Linked DNA regions of Mus musculus: all the other regions are linked to region 3. A link is a contact called in public Hi-C data. All regions are on one chromosome and are shown on one strand. The core of a region is the stretch at or near the end of the contact, and the rest is flanking DNA. Distances in the headings are between cores, read along the strand shown.

Region 1 (4,566 bases), core at 247-2,746, 470 kb after region 3:
TAGACACTTTATCTGTTGTCATATAATCCTGCCCTAAAACACTATAGCACCCTTACGAACGTTATTATTATCTCCTAAATGCATAAAATAAAAGGAAACTCATTAAATTTTACATATGATCATTAGAAAATTACAATGTTAAATTGACCTTTCTATCATATTGCTTTGCTCTCTAATCATGTACCTCCCATCATGTGCTCTGATTCCATTCCTCTACAGGGTGTAATTTTAAATATGTAAAAAAGTTCTGTACTCCTGCCGAAGTTTTATCTCCTGTTTTAATACATAACTTCAGTGATTGATTTCTATAATAATTCAGAAAATAAATTTATAGCAACATTAACTAAACCCACACATACACACTGTGCCATTAACGTATGGAACAATGCACTAGGCAAAACTGCCACCACCTTTATCAGAATAGGCATAATCATTGCAGAGTATCACCATAGCTGGGCTTGCTGACTGTTGGTCTTCCTTCTCGGGAGAGTGGGTGGGAAGGTCTTAAAACCCTCAACCCAAGTAGTCAAACACTCCTCCCATCCAGTTGTATGAAATTCTGACTTTCAGAGGCTTTCAGAGAAGAGTTAGAGGGTGGGTGTGAGATCAACTAGGGGGAGGGGTTCCATTTAAGTTTCAACAGAAGAATCATAATCCATGCTGAGTGAAGACCTTCCTGTGTGGCTGATCTAAAGTTGCCCACACTCCTGCCCATAACCACTCACCCGTTACACTGAAGGGAGCCTGATGAACTCCTTGGTTTCCTAGAGTGTATTTTGGTGGGCGTGTACATCAGGGTATTGTTAGGAACTTAGGAGGAAGTGGTAGATATGTTCATGTTTCCCTTACGGAAGAAATTTTCACATCAGTCATAAACTGTATTAGACACAAAAACATATGCAATAATAAAGATATGTAATGATATTAAAATAAACTTGCAATGACTTTGGAATTTTCCATATGTGAGACTGAGACACTGTTTATTTGTACTGTATATATGGTATATAACACAAGTCTCAGAATAAACTTATGAATGAAATGCAATTACTCTTCCCATTTTACTGATGTGGAAATTGACGAAAGAAGAAATTAAATATTTAAGTATAAGTTCAAATGCTTGTGTATGGTAAAGCAGGAATTTGAAACTGTATTTACTAAACTTCAGTCTGTTCTTCGAAGTATTTAATTCTGATTTCTATAGTTTAAGGTAGAAGATGGGCATGTAATTATAATTATTGTATATTTGTAAAATAGAGGAGATAGGGGTGACAGAGAAAAGGATGGCTTTAGGTTTCAGTACAGATTTCAACAGAAGATAATTCTTTGAAGGATGTACCCTTGAAGAGTTCATGGGACATTGAGAAAAAGTGACAAATAATGATCAAAGTAGATGACTGTAACCAGGTAAAACCATAACATTTGTAGATTGAGAGGCACAGGTACAGAAGGCCAGCGATGCGAGGATGTTGGTAGGAAGGAAAGATGATACTGAAAGCTGCAAACATCAAGGAGGTGAGAGGAAATGATCAGGAAGTGTAGGGGGCATCAGGAGGATGCTAGTAATTAGAACTGTACTGTTGGGTATCCTCAGCAGCACTTCCCATGCTAAACTGGAAGGGATGAACTCAAGAAAAGTAAACATGAGACATCACGATACAAAGGAATATCTGAGTCTGTCATCAAATGGTTGTATGCCACAGGAGGAAATACCATGCACCAGATATGCTCAGAGCCATACTGAGTACAGTGTGGGGTGGGGACCAGGACATCATAGATGTCTGCTTTTTGTCACAGACTGCTAATTTGGGGCCCTGTTTCTGATTATCATCCAAACTATGCTTCTTAATTCTAGGGAACAAAGACATTGATACTCTAAATGAATGGCCTGCTTCTGTTGCTGGCTGTATGGCTGGCCTGCTTTCCCTCAACAGCTATTAATGGGTATTTTCTGTTTCATCAGAACCTTGCTGTGCTGGATATCCCTTGTGTATTATCAAGTGCCCTTTCCTCCCCTACCAATTAAGCCCCAAAGATAACAGGAGCAAAGTAATGTGTGATTCAATAGAATCTTTGCAATATTTAAAGGTCTAATATTAAGGGCTGTATTGGGTTATTGAGCATTCAATTAAAGCATCTCAAGTGTTTAATTTAGGATTTTCCATAGGACAGGTATTGTTTGTTAATTAGTTAATTAAATAACAAATGATTATTGAAAACATGCATTAGGATTAAGCAAGCTGCAAGAGAGATAAAGATATCTCCAAGGCAATTAGCTCACTGTAATTTTAATGATAAATGTGTAATTAGACTCTTATTCTAAAGAGATTGTTTGGAATGCTTTGCAAGCATTAAACAGGCATGTAACAAGATACTTACTTATATAACAAGCAAAATATAATTCTAATTCTTATTAAGCATCAGCCTGTGTGTTCAAATGATGCATAATTTGCTAAAAGCAAAAATTTTACAAGTATTAGTCCTTATAAAAATATAATCCATTAAAAGCTTATGTAACTAAATTATTTAAAAACCAGATTTATTCCCAAGCCTATTTATTTCCCTTCTTAGACAATTACCAGAGCCTCTCAAATGTATTATGACTCGGTGTGAGTTTATGCATTTATGCATCAGCAGTTGAGAGGATTACGAGGCACATCAAAATCCCTATCCCCAACCCAGTCCCATGTCTATTTACAAAGAATCAAACAGTCCTCTTACAGGTCTAGAACCTCCCACAGTTCTGGTACTTGTCATTATATATGTGCCCACACAGACTTGAATGAACACAGTAAAGGAGTGGAGATGTTTCTGATGGTGTGTAAATCTGTTTATTTTGTTTTAGTGCACCCCTTTGCATGCCGATTCTGCAGATATCATGCTGTTGTTACTGTTGGTAGCCAGCAGCCTAGTTGAGTAGGGATGGGGACCAGCAGGTCCTGTGAATGAATGTCTTAGGAGTTACAGTAGTGATAATCAGAATAAGTATAAGCAAATACTTAATAAGTGCTGAGTTTTTCCTTGACTAATTAACATAATTTAGACTTTTAGTAATCCTATAAGGCTTCCATTGCTCATTAGCAACCCAAACTCATTTCCAAATTATTATGTTAATGATATCAAAAATCTGAAAACTGAATCCAACCAGTGTTTAGAGTTGCAGTCCTCGGAAAATAATTAGGTTTAGATAAGGCCATTGGCATGGAGAGCTGTGATTCAATTCTGGTGACTCTGTAACAGGGATAGAAACCAGGCATGGACACAGACACAGTGCCTGTTCCCATTTCTTGCCATGTTGCCTTGGGATGCCACCAGAAGGCCTTCACCAGCACTGGACTGACTCCAGGACGACATTAGCAAGCTTCCCAAACTATGTCCTTTTCTTTGTCAACTTAACCCTGCATTAGCTATTTCCTTGCAGTAGCTAACTAGGAAATCATGCAATATTAGATATAGTTAGATAAAGTTAACATTGACTACATTTTCTTTTTTTATTAGATATATTCTTTATTTACATTTCAAATGACATCCCCTTTCCTGGTTTCCCCTCTGAAAACCTCCTCTCCCACACCCTATCTCTCTGCTCACCAACCCACCAAATCCCAATTCCCTGTCTTGGGATTCCACTACACTAGGGCATTGAGCAAAGGGCCTCTCCTCCCATTGATGTCCTGCAAGGCCATCCTCTACTACATATGCAACTCTTTGGTGATTTAGTCCCTGGAATCTCTGGAAGTATTGGTTGGTTCATATTATTGTTCCTCCTATGAGGCTACAAGCTCCTTCAGCTCCTTCAGTCCTTTCTCTAGCTCCTCCACTGGGGACCTTGTCCTCAGTCCAGTTGTTGGCTGAGAGCATCCACCCCTGAATATGTCAGGCACTGGCAGAGCCTCTCAGGAGACAGCTATATCAGGGTCCTGTCAGCAAGCACTTGTTGGCATCCACAGTAGTGTGTGAGTTTGATGACTGTGTATGGGATGGATCCCCAGGTGGGGCGGTCTCTGGAGATTCTTTCCTTCAGATGGGGGAGATCACAGAATGTCTTTCGCGTCACTTGCCTGTTCAATAGTGACGCATATGTTGTGGAAGACTTTTTGAAAGTTATTATTTTCAGTTTTTGAAATTAGAATATAATTATGTCATTCCCCTCATTCCTTTCCTCCCTTGACCACTCCCTTTCCTCTCTCCTGTTCATTTCCCTCTCAAATTCATGGCCTATTATAGCCACTTGTGTTAATTTTGTGAAATTAGGAGCCCCGATATTTGATACACACCATTCCTTCCCATCTGCTTGTTATTCCTTATTGTAATTGAAGTGTTCTTCTCTGTTTTCTAACTAATTTTAGTTTGAAGTTTACTTTATCATATACTAGTATAGTTTCCATTTGATTTGCTTGAAAATTTGACCTTAATCTACTGTTAGTGAGCTATGTTTCTTAGAGACTACAAGTACTTTTAAGTGTGTGTGTGTGTGTGTGTGTGTGTGTGAGAGAGAGAGAGAGAGAGAGAGAGAGAGAGAGAGAGAGAGAGAGAGAGAGAGAGAGAATCCATGCATGCCATGCAAACCCC
Region 2 (4,930 bases), core at 358-2,857, 340 kb after region 3:
TCAAGTGTTGGACAACCAGAATCAGTCCCCATGGAGAGTGTCTTTCCTAACAGATTTCTTCTGGGGAATAGCAGAATTTGTGGTTTTCTTTTTCAAAACTCTACTTCAGCAAGATGTGAAGAAAAGAAGAGGCTATGGGATCTCCTCTGATTCCAGATACGGTGATCGAAGAGGGCCACCACCAGGAAACCCTCCACAAATAATGGGTAGGATCAGTCACTGTCACGGTCCCAGCCCTCCTCCAATAGCTGGTGGATGAGGAAGGTGAATGTCTGCTTTGAGAAGCAGACAACTAGACATACACACACGAAGAAGGAAGCCATCAAGAGGTGAAGAGCGACTCATGCAGGAGAAGATGGTGTCTGTCCAAACAAGGATTGCTCTGTGTCCTCACAGATGAATGAGGTCATGCTGGGAATTCCCTCTGCAGAATCTGGCCTGACTGATACGCAGTTCTATAAATGTACATGTTTGTCTCCTTATCTTTTTTGTATAGTGTACTAAAGTATTAATATAGTTTTAAGAAGTAAATATTATTAGGTTGCAAAACTTGATTCTTCATCTTTATATGATCATACCCAAAATCTTTGGTCTAGAAGAAATAAAGGCCATGTATTAAAAAAAAAAAAGAAAGAAAAGAAAAAGAAAAGAAAAGAAAAACAAAGGTGTAACACAAGAAAACAAACCACTAAACACAGACAAATTTCCTTTAATACAAAAGTGACCGACTTTTCTCATTTAGAATCTCTATTAAACTTTGCATTTAAACTGTGGTGGAATCTTTATTAATTTCACTATTATTTCATATAGGACATGTGTTGCAGTGAATCATAAAGGTTTTATAAATAACATCTTAACGTGTGTGTGTGTGTATGTGTGTGTGTGTGTGTGTGTGTGTGTGTGTGTGTGTGTGTGTGTATGTGTGTGTGTGTGCACCGCTGTGTGTGGATATTAAAGGACAGCTGGTGGGTGTCAGCTCTCTCCTTCTACCACTAGTGTCCCAGGGATTAACCTCAGGCCATCAGAGTTGACAGCAGGCACTTTTATCCATGGGCCCAATTTTTGTTCTGAATTCAACTTCATCATTTATCTTTCCCCTAAGAACTCTATTACATTAGTCATGATCATGTGGAATTTGGATTTTTTTCAGAGTCCAATCTGAAAGAGTATATATTAGACAACTGTACTTATTATATATTTTGCAACTGTAAGAGATTTTGAGTGACCTGTAAGGTTAACAGGAGACAAAGAATAACAAAACAAAACAAAACCATAAACCTCAAAGGGAGAGAGGTAAATTGAGCAGAGATGCTATGAATGAAAACCAAGAGTCACAATGCAACTTTTCCCCAAAGGCAAGGTATACTGATGGATGGAAGTGGGTGCCTCGCCTTTGCTTCTTCAGGCTAAAGCAGATGGCAGGGGAGAAAAATGTCACCAGAGCATTTTTCATTTGGGAGTTAAACTAGCCCACAAGATCAAAAGTTAACTTCATTTGAAAGAACCCCCTTGTGCTATGTGCCGTTCACAGTGTGTGCTCACACAATGTAGGCGGGAGACACATGGACTCTGCAATCAGAGGGCTTGGTTTTCATCCCAGTTTGAATGCTTGATGTTGCTCTGACCTTGGACGTGCATAATGTGCCTCTTTAAACTTTGCTTTGTCTGAGACACAGGGCTAATAATAACCGTCTCCAATGCATGAGGTAAGTATCTAACAATGTCATGTTTCTTTTTATTGTTTCATAAAAGATATGGAAATGTAATTCAGATGGACAGGTTATTATATACCAGTTTTGAAAAGCAAGGGCCATAACATTTGATTATTACCCAGGAAGGACATTGCTCTGGAAACATTGCTGTCTGGCTTAAGGTCCAGCATATGAAACTTCTGCATAAATAATGTCTGTCTTTGAGCAGAAGCTATGATGGATCAACTTTGTGAATGCTTTGAAATCTGGTCAACAGACTGCTTTTCAGTGCTAATGACAACAGACATTGCTTGCTAGTTCCTGGCCCTGAGGTTTACCACAGGATGTCTGTGGCTGGGATGTTGCTGGAGCATTCCAAAGCAGTGAATCCTGCCAGCTGGACAATCAAGCCTGTGGTCCAGTGGTGCTAGCCAGGATGCAGTCAGTGAGTAAAGGTCTCTATAGGAATTTATGCTGGAGGACTGTGGGGGAAGTACCTGATGTGGCAGCAGCCTGGTCGTCCTCTAGGGAATGCGGTCCCAACAGTCGAGTTTAGGAGGGACATTGCAGATTTGAGCCACCTAATCCGATTTGCTTACCTTTCTGCAGATAGGAATCTGCCTACTAGAGTCTTGAGTTACTTGATGGCAGAGGTCAGCAGGTGCCAGAAAACAGAGAGCTGCCCCGGGAGACAGTGCTCCAGGCACTTTGAGCTTCGTGTTTCATCTTGTCCATGCATGTTAGGGCACCAGTGGCAGCCAGCGGCTCGTCTGCTCTGCAGGCTTTGGAGCCAGGGAGGCTGCTGCCATCTCAGGACCATTTAATGGTTGCAACTGCTGTTGCTGTCGCCACAGAAATGGAATGGCTGTTGTTGTCAGACTGATAGAAGGGAGCAAACCCACCAGATTTTATGTCTGTTTTATATCCACTTTCAACCTTAAACAACTATAGTAAGTGCTCTCTGGGCTAGGATGAAGAGCTTAAGGAACTTCATTACAGAATTAATTATTATGGCTTCTTATGAAGGGGAAAGATGAGTCCAGCTGGGAGACTCCTTCCCTGATGGCTGCCGGTGCTAGTGTGACTTCAGTGACTGCCAGAGGTGCATTTTGTGGGCTTGGACAGACATACTATGCAAGACAAGGAAACTGGAAGGGGCAGAGAGGAAAACAACAGTAAAATGTCACCCATCAGTTGGCTTTTTTTTTTTGAAACTGTAAATCACACATAAAAAAGGAGAAATTGAAACATGAAGAGACAAAGACTTTGTTTATTTATTGCTGAGAGAGGGCTATTAGGATGCTGGGCTGTGTTTCCATGGCATTGTGGAGACATAAACAGAAAACACAAGCTAATGCATTCAGTTAGGCATAGATTTTAAAGTCTAATGTGCAATCTAAATATGTATCACATGTATTCTTGCTATTTATTTATCTATTCTATATCCACCGGTGAAGGGAGACTGCCTAACTAATGGGAGACTGTGATCCGTTTGTAAATATGCCTACGAATTCAAACCTTCACCATTTGACTGATGTCTGTGGCTTTGCTGTGTTCTTTGTTGCCTGAGGATCACTTGTTAATCTACCCTTGCCTCTTCCAGACTTTGGGTTGTAAAAGCAAATGCTTTAATCCACCTTCCAGGCAGGTAACCTAAAGGCACGGAGTGAGTGAAGTGGGTGTGAAGCATGGTGAGTGGTTAGGATGCAGGATGCTGGAGAGCCAAAGCCCGCTCACTTGCTTTCTCTCCCTGTCTCTCTGTCCCTGTCTCTGTTTCTCTCTTTCTCTCTTTCTCTCTGTCTCTCTGTCTGTCTGTCTGTCTGTCTGTCTGTCTCTCTCTCTCTCTCTCTCACACACACACACACACACACACATGCACAGGCACATGCACATGTGCTTTTTTCATGAGATCTGACACATTATAAAGAGAACAAATCAATCTTCTATTTAAGATTACAAAGAACATGCTATCTTGTCCAAATACATTAAAGTAGGTAGAGTCCCAGGAAAGCCAGGTTATGCAGTCTGGTCTGTGGACTTTGCTGTCAAACCTTTACCCTCCAGCTATGCAAACTGCCCACTGCATAGAATGAGTCAATGCCGAAGCAGAGCCGAAATCCCTTATTACCTCCCTGGCTGCTGTGGCCCCATCTGCCTACCAAGTCTTCATAACTTCCAGCTTCCAAGTCCTGCTAGAATCAAGTAGAGGGACAGAGAACCAAAATCCCAAAGGTAGAGGGTAATATGGCACAAAACTCCAAAGAAACAACAGCAAGATTACAACTGATGGAATCAGAGCCAGGTCCATTCTGGTAGAGCCCAGGCTTATAATCAGGCTCAAAGAACTCGGTGTCCAAGCAGCTAACCATACAATCAGTACTCATTAGGCTTAGGGAATGCATAGAATAATGGTTGCCTGCCTAACGTCAACTGATGCTATTAGGGTCTACCACAACTTTTAATTTCAGGAGTTGACCCACCATTTTTATATAGGGAACAGAGTAGGCAAGGGAGCTGTGTTCTATGGTCTATTATAAGTAAATCAAATATTTCAAGAAGGCTTTGTACCTTTTTTTCCAATACTCAGGTGTGAAGTAGATTTTTGGTATTTAGGTTTGTGGTTGGATAAAGGCTGGCTCTGAAATACAGTCTAAGACTTCAGAGATAGAAACACAATCTGTATTGCTTGCGATGAAATGCTAAATTACAAGTAAATATTTTCATGCATATAGCATGTTTTCTATATCTCTGAAAATAGAGTGGATTACTGGGAAATATATAAATAGATGAATTAAAAACTCAAAGAACTACCAGAAACCTTTCGCTGGACTGTGTTTTCTATCTCTTTTACTTGGTGTTTTGGCATGCCACGCGAGACCACTGTTTTGGGCCTCTGACTCTTTGGCTTTGCTTTCTAAAAGACTGTTTTCACACTCTGGTTAGGAACTACTGTATCTTAGACTTAGTTTTGTATCTTCATCTTCATGATCATCACCATCACCATCACCAAAATCTACTAAATAGGAAACATGCTATTCTAGTTGCAAAGCAAATGTGTTTCTTTCTTGCCTCCTGGCCTGTCACAAAGGGGTCTGGTTTTCTGTGAAGACAATCCCCCTGGTGCCTGTATCAGAGCATGGTCAAATTACCTGCCAAGTGCTTGCTGTATAAATTATACCTGTCTGATGGGAGCTTTAATTCACATGCTTGATTTTTTTTTTAATATTTTCAAGGTTGAA
Region 3 (4,344 bases), core at 1,423-3,922:
TTCATGAGGGTGGCTGGTGAAGTCAGCACTTTACTTCATATCCTCTCTAACGGTGTCCTTGGATTTAAAGCTGAGTGGCTGGGTGCTGGGGATGTAGCTCAGTGGTAGGGAACTTGCCTAGGATGTGCCAGGCCCTGGATTCTGCCCTCAGAACCCTAAAATCAAACACAAACCAAAAAAATAAACAAACAAACAAAAAAACAAACAAAAAACCAAAAAACAACAACAACAAAAAAACCACACTAATAGTGTCTTTATTCTCTGCTTCTGGGGTAGCAGGCTTATTCTAAGACAAGAGTGCCTGTGTTTTAAGTAACACTTCTTGTGATTCTTACATTCTGGACATCCCATCATAAAACACAAGCCCGAAAGGCACACACCAAATATACTGCACTTCCTGATTGCCAGGGAGGGAGCGCGTTCTTGCTCCTCCTCTCCTGGATCCATGCAATAATTAGCCAAAGTAAAATGAATATTAGCCCATGCTTAGCTGCCTTACTGTGAGCTTGCCAGCACTGACCCAGTAGTGCTAAACCAATTATTTTTTGAACTTTATGGCTTTAAATAATCCCTTGCTCTAAAATTCCCTGTACCCCTCAGCTACTTAACCACAGGCCCCTCTGCCCTAAATCCTTTTCTTATACTTTGTAGCTTTTTAAGCAAGGCCCCTCTTTAAGAAGACATAATCCCTTCTCTGTAGAAAACATGAAAGACCTTGAACAAATCAAGATTTCTCCATGGAGAATTCAGTTAATCCTGCGCTTATTGCCTAACAAGGAAATCCATCTCTCCACCAAGCACGCCATTACCCGGACTAATGCCTGACTTGAATAACAAGCAAATTATTGTGCTTTTAATTGTACCCTGCCTGGTCACGAAGCACATCTGAGAGAGGGATGTGGCATCTCTTCCCGAGAAACAGGTCAAGCCTCTAATCCTCCTTTTCTTTTTGCCTTCCCCTCCCCCTCCAACCCTTTCTCTTCCCAGCAGCAGAAGGGGGGAAAAAGACAGCTAAATTATGTTTAAAATGGAAGAGCTAAAGAAGAAAAAAAGGCAGTAAATACTGACTTGGGAGAAGGAGAATTATCCTCTGTCTCTGCGGTGTGGCTCATTTGAGAACAATCAATGTTATCATAACCCCATTACCAGAGGGCGATCTCTCTCTCTCTCTCTCTCTCTCTCTCTCTCTCTCTCTCTCTCTCTCCCTCTCCCTCTCCCTCTCCCTCTCCCTCTCCCTCTCCCTCTCCCTCCCCCTCCCTCCCCCTCCCCCTTTTCTAAACCAGACTCCTAGTGCATCTGTGCTATTGACAGTTTGGGCTGGATAACTCTCTGCTGTGTGTGTTAGTGGTGGGTCTCTCCTGAATGCTGTAGAACGCTCAACACCTTGTCAAGTTGTGTCAATCCAAAATGTTCCAATATGATAACAAAGACTCTTGGATGTCATGCCAGTCACCCTGATTGAGAGTCACAAACCAAACCCAACATATTGCGATGGACTGGTTGTATATGATCGTCCATCTCTACACAAACGCTAATCAAATCAGGATTTTTTTAAAACTGGAAACCAGGGAGGCAATCATGTCCTTCATGTATGTAGAACAGAATGAAATAAAAGGCAGCCGAAGCATTTGTTGTCAGGAATAGGGGAGTTGCTTGTTTCAGGATCCAGGATGCAAAAAGACTTGGCATTTGATCCTCAGTGCACAGACAAGTGTCTCTGAATGCAGGAAGCTTTTGAATGCCCCTCCCCATCTTGCAGTCTTAGAAACTGGGCTTGTTTTGGGTGGGAGAAGGATGATATGAAGGTTTACAGCGTAAGAACCATTACCCAGAAGTGCTGATACCCAAGATAGTTGAGGTCGGATGGAGAAGTGGTGAGCCTCAAGCTCTTTCAGACAATGCCAGCCAACCATCCTGAGACCTGGAAACCAGCATCACGGAAAGCGCCCCACAGCGGAAGTATTAGTCACGCGCTGCACTGCACTTAGAGTTGCAACCTTAGAGGAAAACGCCGTCTTACTCCGAGGTACAAAGAATCAGCTTATTTTTAGAACTTACTAGAAGCTTTGTTGTCTGTCCTTTAGTGGCCTCGAGCAAATATGGGAGAGAAAGGCATTGCCGTTAACCTCCGTGACCAATAGATGGCGGTGTATCTCTTCCTGAGAAGCCAGGCTTGGCAGCAGCTGGTAAGACCTCCTTAAGCTAAGGAAGACAAGTGCCACTCGGTGTCCTCTGGAAGACAGGCATTTCCTCCCATTGTTGGCACAAACAGCTCCAAACAATTGTACTGACCACACACCTTCAAGCCACATTCCGGGGTGCTGCTGGCTGCCCTGGAGTGAATGCCAGGAAAACGAACCAAGCTGCTAATTTGCTTGATTGGGGGGCGGGGGGGGGGGGGAGGGGGGGAGAAGGAGCGGGAGAAGGAGGGGGAGAGGAAGATCTTGAGTAACAATGGGCATGATTTATTTTTCCAACACGAATAGGGGCAATGCTATTTTAGCCCCTCTTCCAACTGCTGAAGTAAATGAAAGCAGCCACCTAATTAGCCGGAATCACTAGCTAGCAGAGGAAAAATTTCTGCTGCGACTCAGGCTGGGGTGGGGAGTTGGGAGAACCGGGTGTGATGTTGGAGGAGGAGAATGGGTGGGAAGGAAAAGGAGGCCAGGCGAACAGAAGGCTTTTGTAGAGCCCCTGGCTGCCTGCAGTCTGTGGGCTGAGCTGGCCCCGACCCTGAGAGAACAAGGGAGCTGTGGTTCTTCACATTCATCTTCTGCAGGCGGAAAAAGCATCTGCTGCAAGACCGGTCTCTGAGTTGATTTTTAAAGTGCTACCGGTGTAGATGAATTAGCTTGGGAAAGAGAGTCCAGCCCTGTGTCGTCTGGCTGACCTGCTGGTGGGCTGTACCAGGACCCCGCAGGAAGGCTCTCTGATGCACCATTAGGGACATTTCAGGCTGATCTGAGACCAAATTTGGCTGTTGGTCAGGAATGAAACAAATACCTAGTTATAGACTGATCCTGACTAATTGTCCTTCTCTAGCAGGACATATGCGCCATCCCTACAAGGGCAGTATCAGGAACTATCAGCACAACAATGGGCAGGTAGGCGCTGTTGAAATCTTCCACTTCACGAACTGAAGTGCTAATTTATTTGTTCAGGGATGACTTTGGTTTTTTAGTTCGATATCACTCTAATTGAAATACTTCACTAATGCGATTTATCCCAACTGTAAACTGTCAGTTCCCACAGCTGTTGCCTTTTTTCAAGCAATCTGGCAAATGTGTACGGCTAAAAACACAACCTTAGGAGATTGAGAAGGAGCCTGCACAATTTTCTTCCCCCCCCCCTCAGCTGGCCCACATCACCCCTCCCCCCCCAGCCCCGCCCCTGAAAACCTTTGAAACCACACGCTCCTTTTCCATAGCCACACCCACTTCGATTTTGGACAGATCTGCTGTGTTTGGCTGATCAATGTCTGTCCTTCGTCTTCTAGACTTGTACCTGGTTTTCCTCAGGGGACATGTGTCTTTAGTGAGGTGGACTTTGGTCTTCTGTGCTGGGGTGGTGGACATGTTATCCAGATGTAATAAAAATCTTTATATTTCCACCTATTTTGGGCTCCTGATGGAGGGTCTTGCTCAAATTAGCAAAGCAACAGCCATAAAACCGAAAGGAGACCCAGTTAACTTTGAATTTTAGATAAACGATTATGTTCTTTTATTAAAGTGTATCTGAGATATTATATGGAACACACACACACACACATACACACACACACAAACCTGTTGTCTATCTGGAATTTAAGTGTAACGAAACACTGTATATTCTGCCCCATGATGCTATTTCTTCCTAAAGAAGTATTTGACCTAAATTGGTCAAACTAGAATCAGACTAGGACTTTTACAATAGCTTTAGAAAAAAATATGCTTAAATAAACTCAAGAAAAATCAGTTGAGCTACTGAAGAGGGAGGACCTGTGCTATGACTGTTAGTGGCTATTTCTCCTACTGTGTGGCAGCCAATGCCATGAAGGACAACCATGTCTCACTTGACCAGGTGGGTGAGCTGCTATTGAAGCTGGCCCTGTGCTCAGAGAAGAGAAGGTGACAATGGCTATATAGAATCACAGCTTTCTGCCTCTTGAAATAAGCCAATAAAATGTCAACCCTGGGTTGTGCCCACTGGGCACAGCTGTTTAGTCAAGAGAGTGTTGAATGGATGTCAGACAGTGCAAATAGCTGATGCCAACAGAACCCTTCTATTATTGCTCCTTCCTTCCTTCCTTCCTTCCCTCCTTCCTTCCTTCCTTCCTTCCTTCCTTCCTTCCTTCCTTCCCTCCTT

Evidence for each region. A called contact is a pair of places that touch in the nucleus more often than the background predicts.
Region 1: a contact with region 3 is called in a Hi-C map of the N1E-115 cell line, with 10 times the contacts expected there. A contact is called at or near these places in 1 of 484 Hi-C or Micro-C datasets (the N1E-115 cell line), 1 of 130 datasets of targeted methods (astrocytes) and 1 of 9 other capture datasets (embryonic tail).
Region 2: a Hi-C map of Sertoli cells shows a contact between it and region 3, with 2.6 times the contacts expected there. A contact is called at or near these places in 4 of 484 Hi-C or Micro-C datasets (the N1E-115 cell line, Sertoli cells, embryonic stem cells and 1 more) and 2 of 9 other capture datasets (embryonic stem cells and embryonic trunk).

Annotation. Positions count from the first base shown.
Region 1 is chr19:15,323,496-15,328,061 of GRCm38.p6, reverse strand. All of the region lies in intron 3 of Gm46645 (a long non-coding RNA gene), which reads left to right. Among named protein-coding and RNA genes, the nearest start is that of Gm46645, 15 kb to the left of the region's middle.
Region 2 is chr19:15,454,653-15,459,582 of GRCm38.p6, reverse strand. It overlaps the pseudogene Selenok-ps3. Among named protein-coding and RNA genes, the nearest start is that of Gm46645, 120 kb to the right of the region's middle.
Region 3 is chr19:15,799,844-15,804,187 of GRCm38.p6, reverse strand. No RefSeq gene overlaps it. Among named protein-coding and RNA genes, the nearest start is that of Gm24319, 120 kb to the right of the region's middle.